2 separate regions of the Sus scrofa genome follow, and region 1 is linked to region 2. Evidence: chromatin contacts called from public Hi-C data. All regions are on one chromosome and are shown on one strand. The core of a region is the stretch at or near the end of the contact, and the rest is flanking DNA. Distances in the headings are between cores, read along the strand shown. Region 1 holds the start of HMGN2 (high mobility group nucleosomal binding domain 2). Region 2 holds the start of DHDDS (dehydrodolichyl diphosphate synthase subunit).

Region 1 (5,613 bases), core at 1,542-4,041, 34 kb after region 2:
ACTAGTATCCATGAGGATGTGGGTTCAAGCCCTGGACCCACTCAGTGGTTTAAGGACCCGGTGTTGCCGTGAGCTGTGGTGTAGGTGGCAGACGTGGCTCAGATCTGGCATTGCTCTGGCTGTGGCCTAGGCCATCAGCTACAGCTACTATTCAACCACTAGCCTGGGAACTTCCATATGCCATGGGTGTGGCCCTAAAAAAACAACAAAAAAAGAAATATAGATGCTTCCACCCAAAACAAGCCAAGATGGACCCAGAACTGCCACTGCCCTGCCTATACAACATGAGCACTGCCCATCACCTCCTAAACCTTTCCAACTCTGGTACAGACTCCCCATGTTCCACTTACCTTGGCCTCTCCTGTGCCCCACCCCCTACCTCTTCTATCCCAATTCCACCCACACCTAAAAATGATCTCCCCACCCCAATCCCCACTTTTCTCTAGCAGAAGGCCCGAGACATGTATGCAGAGGAGCGGAAGAGGCAGCAGCTGGAGAGAGACCAGGCTGCAGTGACAGAGCAGCTGCTGCAAGAGGGGCTCCAGGCCAGTGGAGACACCCAGCTCCGACGGACACGCTTGCACAAACTCCTAGCCAGAAGGGAAGAGCGAGTCCAAGTCTTCCTGCAGGCCTTGGAACTCAAGCGGGCTGACTGGCTGGCACGTCTGGGCACCGCATCAGCCTGAGTGAGGCTGGCCTCCTGCCACTTCGCCCTGCCCTCTGCCTCCAGGGCCCCACTCCCCTTTCTTGGTGAAAGGCACCTCCCTCCTGAAGATGAATTGTGTTTCCTTTGCTTGGCCAGGGAGCCCTAGAGGCCAGGTCTGCGTGCCATAGATACATACCTTGGGGCTGCCTGGGACAGTGCCCTTGGGGAAGGTTGAGGGTGAGAGTCTCCCACAAGTACGCTAAACCCAGCTCTGTTCACCAGTAGGTTTGGTGAGTAGGGGGCCATAGCCCTTCTGCTGCCTGCTTCTTCCACTTTTGCCACCTCTACCTGTGCTTCTCACTGTACTTTCTTTTTCCACCAGCAATCCTTCAAGGAAAGAGGTCTCCCCCAAACCCTGGTCCTTTACCCATCCATCTTAGTCTTCACAAAAGATGTGGCTCCACCTTGAATCTGCTGGTAAATAGCTAATAGGCAGCCAGCGTTATTTAGGCAAGGAAGTGGAGAGACAGAAAGAAAATTTGCCCATCTGCTGCTCCTCCCCCTTGGCTCTCCACCTGGGATTTGCTATTGACTCTCTACCCCCTCCCACCACGCAGTGCTGATTGCTCACTGAAAGGCTCAGCGCCCCCAATGGCGCTCGGAAGCCAGGCGGGTGATTACAATCCAATTACCTATTGTCGACTCAGCCCACACAAGCTTTTCTCCTCCTCTTGCGGGGCATGGGGCCAGGCTCCACTCCCCAGTGAGACTGGCCCCCTCCATGGCTACAGGGTAACAGAAGGGCCTTTAGGCCCTGGCGAATCTAACCCAGCACAGGCCTCCTTCCCTGGAACACGTCAAGACCAAGAGCACAGAAACAAGCACTTCTCCCAACTGACTGCCTCCTGCCCTCTGCATCTCAACTCTGCTTCCCACCTCCTTACTCTTTGAGGCTTCTGTCCGTGTTTGACCTGGGCCCCTAAGTAGGCCCATGAGACAATATATTTTCAGCATGGCAGTCTCAGCTTGTGAGGCCAAGGCTGCCCAGCAGGGAGAAGAGGGCCAAGTGAAAGGCTGTGTCCTTTCCCTTACCTCTCCCTCCCAGGCCTCACTGAGGAGCTGCTGAGAGGATTAGTGCCTTTGAAGAGCTGTCGGCCTGAGCAACTCTATGCTTCAGGTGCCCCAGAGCAGCAAGCACCAGCTGGTAATACCACCCAAGAGCTACTCTGTTTAGTCTTCACATTTTACTCTCTGCAAACCGATTCCCCAGCACCCCCCTCTAGGGGTGAGGTGGGGCCTTGCAAGCAGTACTAAGAGCAGACTCTTTAAAACCCCTAACTTGACTATACTCCAGTCTGCTCCTCCCCTTCCTATGCCTGGATACCTGGCACAAGAGACTCCTTGGCCATCATCCCTGCTCCCAGAATCAAGCATAATGCCAGACACTGCGATTGAGAAGCCAATCAATGTACCCTTTGGCAAGTCCCCCACACACACCTGGCACTCCCCACTACCAATCCCTGGCACAGGGTTCCCAGAGAGCAGGTGCTGTACATTTTCCAGTTTTACAATGGGGCTGTTGACAGCCTTAATTAGGGAGGCATGAATTATGTGGCTGTTATGCAGAGCCCTACAATTAAGGCGGGAAAGAGGGGCTGGAGGCAGCAAACGGAATCTGCCCTGTGAGCATGATTGTTGAGTCCTGTCTCCTTTCTGGGTCTGACTTTCTCCAGTGTAGATTGGGGTACAGCAGAAGTGATTAATCAGGCTGGTATCTCTTTGGCCTGAGGTCCTGTGTTCTGGGAAAGGTACACAGTGGGGTGTGGTGAGGAGGGGCTGCCTCAGGAGGCACTGAAGGGGTGGGGAGGAGAAGAGGCTGAGGACCACTGCTGTACAGGCACAGCGACTGCAAATAGTTGACATGAACTCCTTGTGGGTGCTTTCTACTGGTGTGATTTGTACAAACCAGCTCAACTCTTGCCTCAAGAAACTAGGTGGGACCTATTTAAATGTCCTCCCACCTGTGAGCCAAGCCCCAACTTGAGGATATTTATCGTATTGTATTCTCTTGGGTGTCAAACAGAATTTTAAAAATTCTTAGATGTAAAACTTGTTTGCGAACAGTACAAGAGTAGACTGTGTTTTGCTGCAGCAATTGTCTACCTCCCTCAAGGTGCACTTGGCTACTTCCAAGATCCCTAGCTTTGGGGGCGGAGGAGGGGGAGCCACTGGAAAAGCCCTTTTGCCATCTCAACACCTGTTCCTCTACTTGTTTCCTAATCCCCCGGACGCGTTCCTCCACTGTCCTTTTCCTCGCGCAAGTGAAAGGAAGCCAGTCTGCCAGTGTGGAAGGAGGGATTTCGCCAGCTGCGTTTGCAGCGCCCAGGCTTGGTGACCGCGTCGGGTGGGGGCAGCTGAGCTTGATGTCTCCGAAGCGGGAGGAGCTTAGGGGGAGGGGAGTGCTAGTAAGCCTTCTTGGCGGCCACTCTCCGTCATTCTGTGGCGGGGTTCTGAGATGTGGGAATACAAGGACCTAAGGGAGGCACTCGACAAGCTTTGGGGGGCTTCGTTGATACTTGGGGAGGCAGCTGAGCAACGGGTGCTGAAAGGACAGCTCCTACCTGCCCCACTGCACCCGAAATGTACCTCTGCTTGTAAAGTGCCCCCCTCGAACCCCTACCCACCTCGAGTGGACCGCTTTCCAGGTGAGGTGCATGAAAAGCTTCCTCCGAGTGGAGGTTTGGAAGGATGCACGTCCAGCTGCGCCAAGCTGGCTTCTCCACTCTTTTCCCACTTCGGCGTCAGCCTTGGCCCTGGGAACTGCAACCAGTGCCTCGAAGCCGCGCGCTTCTTCCCGCCTCCGGCAAAGGACATTGCGGCCAGGCTGAGCAAACCTTTCTTCTGGGGCCCCCAGCGGGAACAGGAAGGAAAGCGGCTGAGATGCGCCCTAAGTGTCGCACGGCTTGGAGAAGTGGATAGCTCGGTTGCATAAGGTGGAAGGAACTTGGTAGTTTGCAAAAGCCAGCTCTTGGCGGGAGCCGAAACCCACAGCCCGCCGACTCGCAGCCCCCTCTCAACTATAGCCTTCGATGTGCGCCTCCCCCACTGCGCCCCCACCCCTAGGCGCGCCGCCGTCTCGCGCGCCCTCCCCCCCATACCCCCCTCCTCACTCCCTCCAGAGGAGGTGAGTTTAAACCCCGCCCACGTGACCCCAGCTGGGCCAATGAGCGGCGGCGGGAGGTGAAATCCGGTTCTAACCGGTCCGGGGCTCCCAGCGCTATAAAAACTTTATAAACCCCCCGGAGCCCGAGCAGTGTGAAGAAGAGGCGAGAGCGACCCCTGGACCGACCAAAGCTCGCGCGCCACTGCATCCCCGTGTCCAGCGCCTACGTCCCGCCGCCGTCACCATGCCCAAGAGAAAGGTACGTGGCGCGAGGGCCCCAGGCTCTGGGCCGCCGCCGTGATCACCAATGCTGCCGCCGCCGCTTCCTCGGCTTTGGGGCGCGAGAATCGGCGCCGAGCTGAAGCAGGCTCGGCTGCCCGGCGCGGTGGCTCGAGGCGGTGTCAGGCGGCCCCGGGGTAACCCTGCGCGGCTCGGCTGCCCGCGGGCGCCAGAGGCCATATTGGAGGAGCGGCGGCCGCGGCGGGAGGAGCCATGTTGGCGGCTGTTTATCCCGCTCCCCTGGGCTCGACGTGCCCGCCTCGCGCCCCCTCCCCCCCATCCCCAGGCCCCCTCCCCTCCCCGCGGGCGGGCAATTCAAACCCGAAAGGGCGGGAAGGCGGCGTTCGGGGTTGGCGGGCGGGGGAACGCGCTGCCGCCAAAAAACTGCCGCCGTGAGGGGGCGGGGCCCTCCCCCTGAGGGCGGGACTTCTCGGGTTGGCCCCTCCTCCACTCGCGCGCCGCCCACGGACCCAGCGCACGAGACTCGCGCTGGTGCGCGCCGCTGCCGCCCACGAGTTCCCCCGGCTGCGTGCGCCTCCGTCTCCCGCCCTCGACGGCTGCCATGGCAACGGCTCTCCAGCCCCGCCTCCGAGGGGTTTGTTAGCTCCTTCTGCAGCTGTTGCTTCTGCCTGGCGCGGCGGCGCGGGCTGCGCTTTGCGCGCCTTGCTCCAGCTTTGCGCGGGCTTCCCGGGGCCGCTGGGTTTCGGACACCCAGCGTCCCTGCGTGCTTTGGGCCAGATCCGGCGTGAAGCAGACGCATAAGAGCACCCCTGGAGCTTTCTGAGCACTTCAGGGATTTGCATAGGAGCTGGGGATGCTACAAACCCCATTTGTATGTCCTAGAAATACTGTGTACCAGATTCTCTTCGATTTCTTTTTTCTCCCCTTAGGACTTTGCTAAGCTTAGTGAACCGTTAAGAATTGCTTCAGAAGCTGCAACTTTCTTCGGTTTTGTTTTTTATAGGCTGAAGGGGATGCTAAAGGGGATAAAGCCAAGGTGAAGGACGAAGTAAGTCTTACTTTCACTTCTTTTGGGTCAAAAAGCCTTGGGCTCCTTTGGCAGTAATTAACCGTGTCCTTAGTCTTGCCTGAGTAAGCTGTCTATACTTCCTATAGTCTTGAACACATTGGCCCCAAAGATTTTAAGTGGCTCACCTGTCCTGTGTGTAACTTTACTTATTTGTTTTTTTAAATAGCCACAGAGAAGATCTGCGAGGTTATCTGCTGTAAGTGTGTCTACTTTTAACTTTTCATACTATTCCCTGAAACTAAAAAGCATTGAAAACAATTCCCTTTGCTTCCCAAGAATTATGGTCAGTGGCTGGTATTGAATGACTTACTCTGCTGTGGACTCTTGCCCATTTGGAATTTGCTGGTTCTGAAATTGTGATGGCTGTAGCCAAAATGGGACACTACCAAGTGTTACTTGAATGGGTTTCTGAAGATAGGAAGTTCTAATGGAAAGCCTGCCACAAACTTTACAAAGTAGGAGAACTTCTGTGCCAGTGGTACTGTGGTTTGGTTG
Region 2 (5,364 bases), core at 1,573-4,072:
TGAACCACACTTTCTTTTGTTCCCCTTCCCCTATTTCCTATTTTAAACAAGAACTTCTGTCCTCAAAACTAGATCTCCCCCCCAATAGCCTGTATACCTATCCATTAATTTGTGGGGTGTCTGCAATTCTTAAATGATTTGTGCAAAAATCCTAAGAAGCTAAGACCTCTCCATCCCTTGTTCCCAGTCTCCTGAGTCAAGACCATTCCTTGATGTGGTTCATGCCAAACAGACTGCTACTTTTGGATAGATTAAAACCTATTTCAATCTCTAATCCTAGGGTAGAGAAAAACAATATGGGGGCCTTCCATGTAGAAAGTGGGGTTGGGAGACCAAGAAAGGAAAGATGAATGTATATCCAAGTCACTCAGGAACTTTTATGCAGGTGCAAGAAACTTATGTCAAAGTGGCCACAAGATTGTTTAATAGGAGACGGACGAATGTAACTCCATGTTTACTGCTAGAAACCAAAGCTTTGTGTGAAATCTTGAATTTATGGGGCGGGAGGGAGGGAAGGAAAACATGTACCTGTCTGTTCTTTGCCTCATCCCTTCCCTTCATTCCTGAACTGCAGGAGACTGAGCCCTCTTGGGCTTTGGTGACCCCATCTGGGGAGTGTTTATTTGATGGTTGACTTTGCTGTGCCAGGTACTTCCTTTCCTATTTTACCATCATTTTGTAACACACATGCTGACCCTTACCCCTTCCCCTTCTTTTCCCTGGGAAAGTTCAACGAATAAAGACTTATTGGTACTGAAACTGTCATCTTGGTCGATATTGAGGGTGCTTTGTGCATTATTTCCACCTTCTTGGATTGGGACTCAGAAGTCACAAGAACAACCATTAAGTTTGCTGTTCAGCCATTTTGTTAGGAGTGAATCTTGAAAGTTCAGTCTTTTTAGCACCTTATTACCATGGATTTTTGTTTCTAGTTAAGGCCTCTTGTCCTTTCCTTGGAAGCTGCCACATTCAAGAGGGGATTAAGGGCTTGGCATGCATAAGAATGGGTTTGCCTGTGCCACTGGCTGGGATGAAAGGATGGGGCCATGGCTTGGGGCATGAGACTCTAATAATACTTTGTCCCTTGCTCCTCAAAGCCCTTTACAAATCTTAATTAATTAACCCCCTGCAGCAACTCGAGGAGGGAAATATGTGGATCTGGGGAAATTGAGGCCAGAGGAGATACACTGACTAGCTATAAACACACATTCACATTTTGGTTTTAGCCTAATGAACATTGTATTTTTAAATACCTAGCTCCCTTTAAGTGAAGGAGGGTCTAAAAAAGACTTGGAGACAAACCAACTATTACAAAGTGCAAGAAAACATTAACAGAATTTTCATACATCACACTAGGGACTTATTACCAAAAGTCAAAGCTGACCACAGATGTTAAAAGTAGCACCTATTTTGTTTAAGTAAATGGTTTTCCTGCAAAATTGAAGTAATTGGCTAGGCAGAAACTAACCTGGATGCAAAGCAGGATGGGTGGAAAAGCTTAATAGACATTCATGGGTGAGTTACTCATTTTAGAGTACTTTAATCATTTCACTCTGTTGAAAGCAACTCATCAGAAAAAATAGGAGACACAGGTAGTGAGCTGGGGGTTGCCACTGCAATATCGTCCTTGCCTTGTTTCCTTGATAAAACTAATCCCAAGTAAAACTACAAGAAGGTTCTTAGGTAAAGTTTGTTTTTTTCCCCCTAATATATATATATTTTTTCCCATATATATATATATTTTTTTTCCCATATATATATATATATATATATATTTTTTTTTTTTTTTTTCTTTTTAGGGCTGCACCAGGGCATATGGAAGTTCACAGGCTAGGGGTCTAATCGGAGCTGCAGCTGCCAGCCTACACCACAGCTACAGCAATATCAGATCCAAGCCGCATCTCCGGCCTATGCATCGGACTGCTGCAACACCAAATCTCTAACCCACTGAGTGAGGCCAGGGATCAAACCAAACTCTTCTTGGATTCTAGTCAGGATGCTTACTGCTGAGCCACACAGGACTCTCCTATAATTCTGAGGAAACCAAACTCCCAATTTCTTTTGTAAGTTAGTACCTCAAACTTCTGCAACCCTTTTCCTTAAAGATTTGGTACAGAATGAATGCCCTTGATTTTTCTGTCAGGGTTAGTCGATGGTCTCTTAGATTTCAGAAGCCATCCTTCCGGCTTTAACCTCTTTTTTTTTTTTTTTTTTTTTTTTTTTTTTGAGTTCTTTGGGGTAGGGCCTGAGAATGCAAATCCAAAAATCTTGAATGCCTTATGTCAGCACAAAATGGATTGGTATTAAATGCCTCTGTGAGACTGGCTAGGGCTAGGAACTTCGCAAATGATTAAATCCACTCAAAAACCGTATAAAACCAGGATTTTTAAGACTTATACCAGAGTTCTAAAGCCAGTTCTGAGAACTTCTGGCTGGCAGGACGCTGCCTTAGCCCTTTTAAATCCAAAACTGCCATCAGTGGCGGAGAAGTCGCTGCCTTTCAGAAACTAGCCCTGTAACCTAACCGGCCGGAAGGTCTACAGACTTCTGGGCTCTCTCAGGTGGTCCGAACCCTGCCTTCCTCAGCCCTGTTCTCAGCACGCGGCCCATAGGAGTGCCCTCCCAGTTCCGTCACGCGAGCGCAACTTTTCCCCTTTGCCCCGCCCCTCCCCGGGAATGTGAACTGCCAGGAACTCTCGCGCCTCTCCTCCTCCGAACGCGCAGGCGCAGGCCAGGGCCCCGCCCGTTAGGTGACCGGAGGGGCGTGTCCCAGCGCCCGTCGATGACGTGTTCTTCCAGCGCCACATCGTGAGAAAGTGTCCGTCCACTAGAGCGATTGGAAGGCGCCGGCGGAACCTGTCAAGGTGCTGTGTTCAAGGGGTGGGCTAGAGGAGAGAGATGACTGGACTGGAGGCAGCTGTGGTAGGGACAAAGAAGGCAGTGGAAGAGACAAGTGAGGGAGTAAGGGAGTAAATAATTGGGAAACCTCTCAGGTAAGAGGGGTAACGGGTGCTACAGCTGAAGGGGTTAGTGACCTGGAGCGCCGAGAGTAGGAAACGGCCTGGGGAGAAGATGAAGAAGGAAGAAGGGGAAAGGATCAGGGTATAGACAACACAATGTGGATGTGGCAGGAAGCAGGCTTACATGTTCACAAAAAGGCAATGCAGACACAGAAAAAAAGGGGATGGGAGCAAAGTCCACCAAGCTCAGAGACACAAGGAAAGGCCTCTGTCCCAAAAGTCCCATTGGCTTATAAACTCTGGGTGGTGAAAGACTAGAGGTTTAGACCAGCATTTTTGGATTCTAATGCTGGCCACTCTATACTGTTCTGGTGAATCTCTGCAAGTCAGCCATGGTTGTTTGCAAGCCATGGAGACGTCTGATTCTCTTTCTTGTTTATACAAGGTGACCTGGTTGGTGTCTAATTGTTCTTTGCTTCTCCAGCTGGCGCAAGAACTATGTCATGGATCAAGGAAGGAGAGCTGTCATTTTGGGAGCGGTTCTGTGCAAATATTATAAAGGTGAGCAATGGCCCACAGCACCATTTGGCTTTCTGGTCAATTGTGTAATCTTATATCAAAACCTGTTGTTAAAATTGAGTAATCCATGATGTTTATGGATTTGTGATAAAATTTAGTAATGGTGTCAAAGTCAGAATTGCAGGTAAGTTCCAGGTCTACCTTTCCGGAAGATCATTGCCCTAGTTCTCACATTTTCAGGAAGGCCGGGACCTCCCAATATCGATGGGTAGCATAGACCTTAACTTGAAATTTGTTTCCTTAGAAATTTGATCTGTTATTCCTAGTAGTATCCTCTGGGTCTAGATAAAATAGTTTTTCCCTGATGTGGCAATAGAGTGTAATGGTTAAGACTTGGGGCTCTGTAGGCAGAGAATGAATGGAAGTCCTGTTCTTTTTTTTTTTTTTTTTTTTTTGTCTTTTGTCCTTTTAGGGCCACACCCGCGGTATATGGAGTTTCCCAGGCAAGGGGTCTAATCGGAGCTACAGCTGCCAGCCTACACCACAGCCGCAGCAATGCTAGATCCGAGCCGCAAAATCATGGTTCCTGGTTGTATTCGTTTCCGCTGTGCCATGACGGGAACTCCCTGTTCTATCATTTATTAACCATGTGGCTTTCTATGGTCGTTTTGAGTTTTAAGGAAACTAATAAAATCAGCACAAGTTCTTAATTATTATTACGGCTGTCTTTCAACCATTTGAAGACTACAGACACTCTGTTTCCTACACTCCCCTGGGTTTTCTAGATCTTCCGTCTGCTTTTTCTCTAGGAATCACAACTGTGTTATATCCTCCGTATATGAAAAGTTTGAAATTGGAGCCAGTCAGCTTGGTTTTATTTTTCAGCCTCAGGCTCTCAAGCAGCAGTAGCAATGAATTTATGAGTCATTAAGCTTTGTATCCACACACATACTTCCACACAAATGCCAAGTGATGTCAGGCAGGCCAGCAAATGAAGAGCAACTTCTCAGGGAACCTCTGTGGTCATGTGTTGGAAAGAAGAAGCTGCATGACTTGACTGGAATTTTTTTTTTTTTCTTTTTACAGCCACACCCACAGCATATGGAAGTTCCTAGGCTAGGGTTGATTCAGAACTGCAGCTGCCAGTCTGTGCCACAGCCATAGCCACACCAGATCTGAGCCACAAATGCAACTTACCTTGCAGCTTGCAGCAATGTTGGATCCTTAACCCCCTGATTAAGGTCAGGGATCCAACCTGCATCCTCATGGATGCTAGCTGGGTACTTAAGTCACTGAGCCACAAGGACTCCTGGATTTTTTTTTTTTAACAGCTATATGTGGGGAACAGAAGTAAGAAATGTTAGAGAGGTGCAGACTATGAAGAACCCCTCCAGTGAGGGAAATAGCTCAAAGAGTGAATTTTTGTTATGACAGACAACAAAAGGCTGCCATAGCGAGATAAGTTTTATTTACCTCTAGAATGTCTTCTTTGTTTTGAAATGGCTCCTGCATGTAAATTTTCATGAAAATCCTGACTGGTTTCTCCTGTAAAGTAAGAAGACCCAATAACATTAGCCCTCCTCCCCCCAATTCCTGTGTGGCAAGACTCAGATAGAACTGAGTCCTTCTGTCTGGAGGATATCTGCTACATTTGACCACACCCATCAATGTCCTTCCTGCGTCTCCCAGTTGGAGGCTAATGATTTCAAGGTGTTGGTTAAGGGCATATGGTTAAGAGATGGACTCTGAAAGCGCATAGACCTCAGTTTGATTCCCCACTTTGTCTCTTCTTGGCCTTTGTGACTTATGCAAGTCACTTGACCTCCCTGAGCCTCAGTTTTTCTTACTAGAAATGAAAATAATAGTATTTGCTTTACATGTTTGT

What was found. A called contact is a pair of places that touch in the nucleus more often than the background predicts.
Region 1: a contact with region 2 is called in a Hi-C map of embryonic fibroblasts, with 1.9 times the contacts expected there. The contact joins the promoter of HMGN2 here to the promoter of DHDDS in region 2. A contact is called at or near these places in 2 of 47 Hi-C or Micro-C datasets (embryonic fibroblasts and epiblast stem cells) and 1 of 2 datasets of contacts at active chromatin or transcription factors (alveolar macrophages).

Annotation. Positions count from the first base shown.
Region 1 is chr6:83,854,323-83,859,935 of Sscrofa11.1, forward strand. It overlaps HMGN2 (high mobility group nucleosomal binding domain 2), which reads left to right and starts at 2,792. Exons shown (of 7, transcript NM_001244114.1): 1 at 2,792-2,803; 2 at 3,971-4,068; 3 at 5,053-5,097; 4 at 5,285-5,314. The coding sequence starts at 4,054. It overlaps DHDDS (dehydrodolichyl diphosphate synthase subunit), which reads left to right. Exons shown (of 9, transcript NM_001244123.1): 9 at 450-779. The coding sequence ends at 686.
Region 2 is chr6:83,820,440-83,825,803 of Sscrofa11.1, forward strand. DHDDS (dehydrodolichyl diphosphate synthase subunit) reads left to right here and starts at 2,823. Exons shown (of 9, transcript NM_001244123.1): 1 at 2,823-2,864; 2 at 3,445-3,521. The coding sequence starts at 3,459.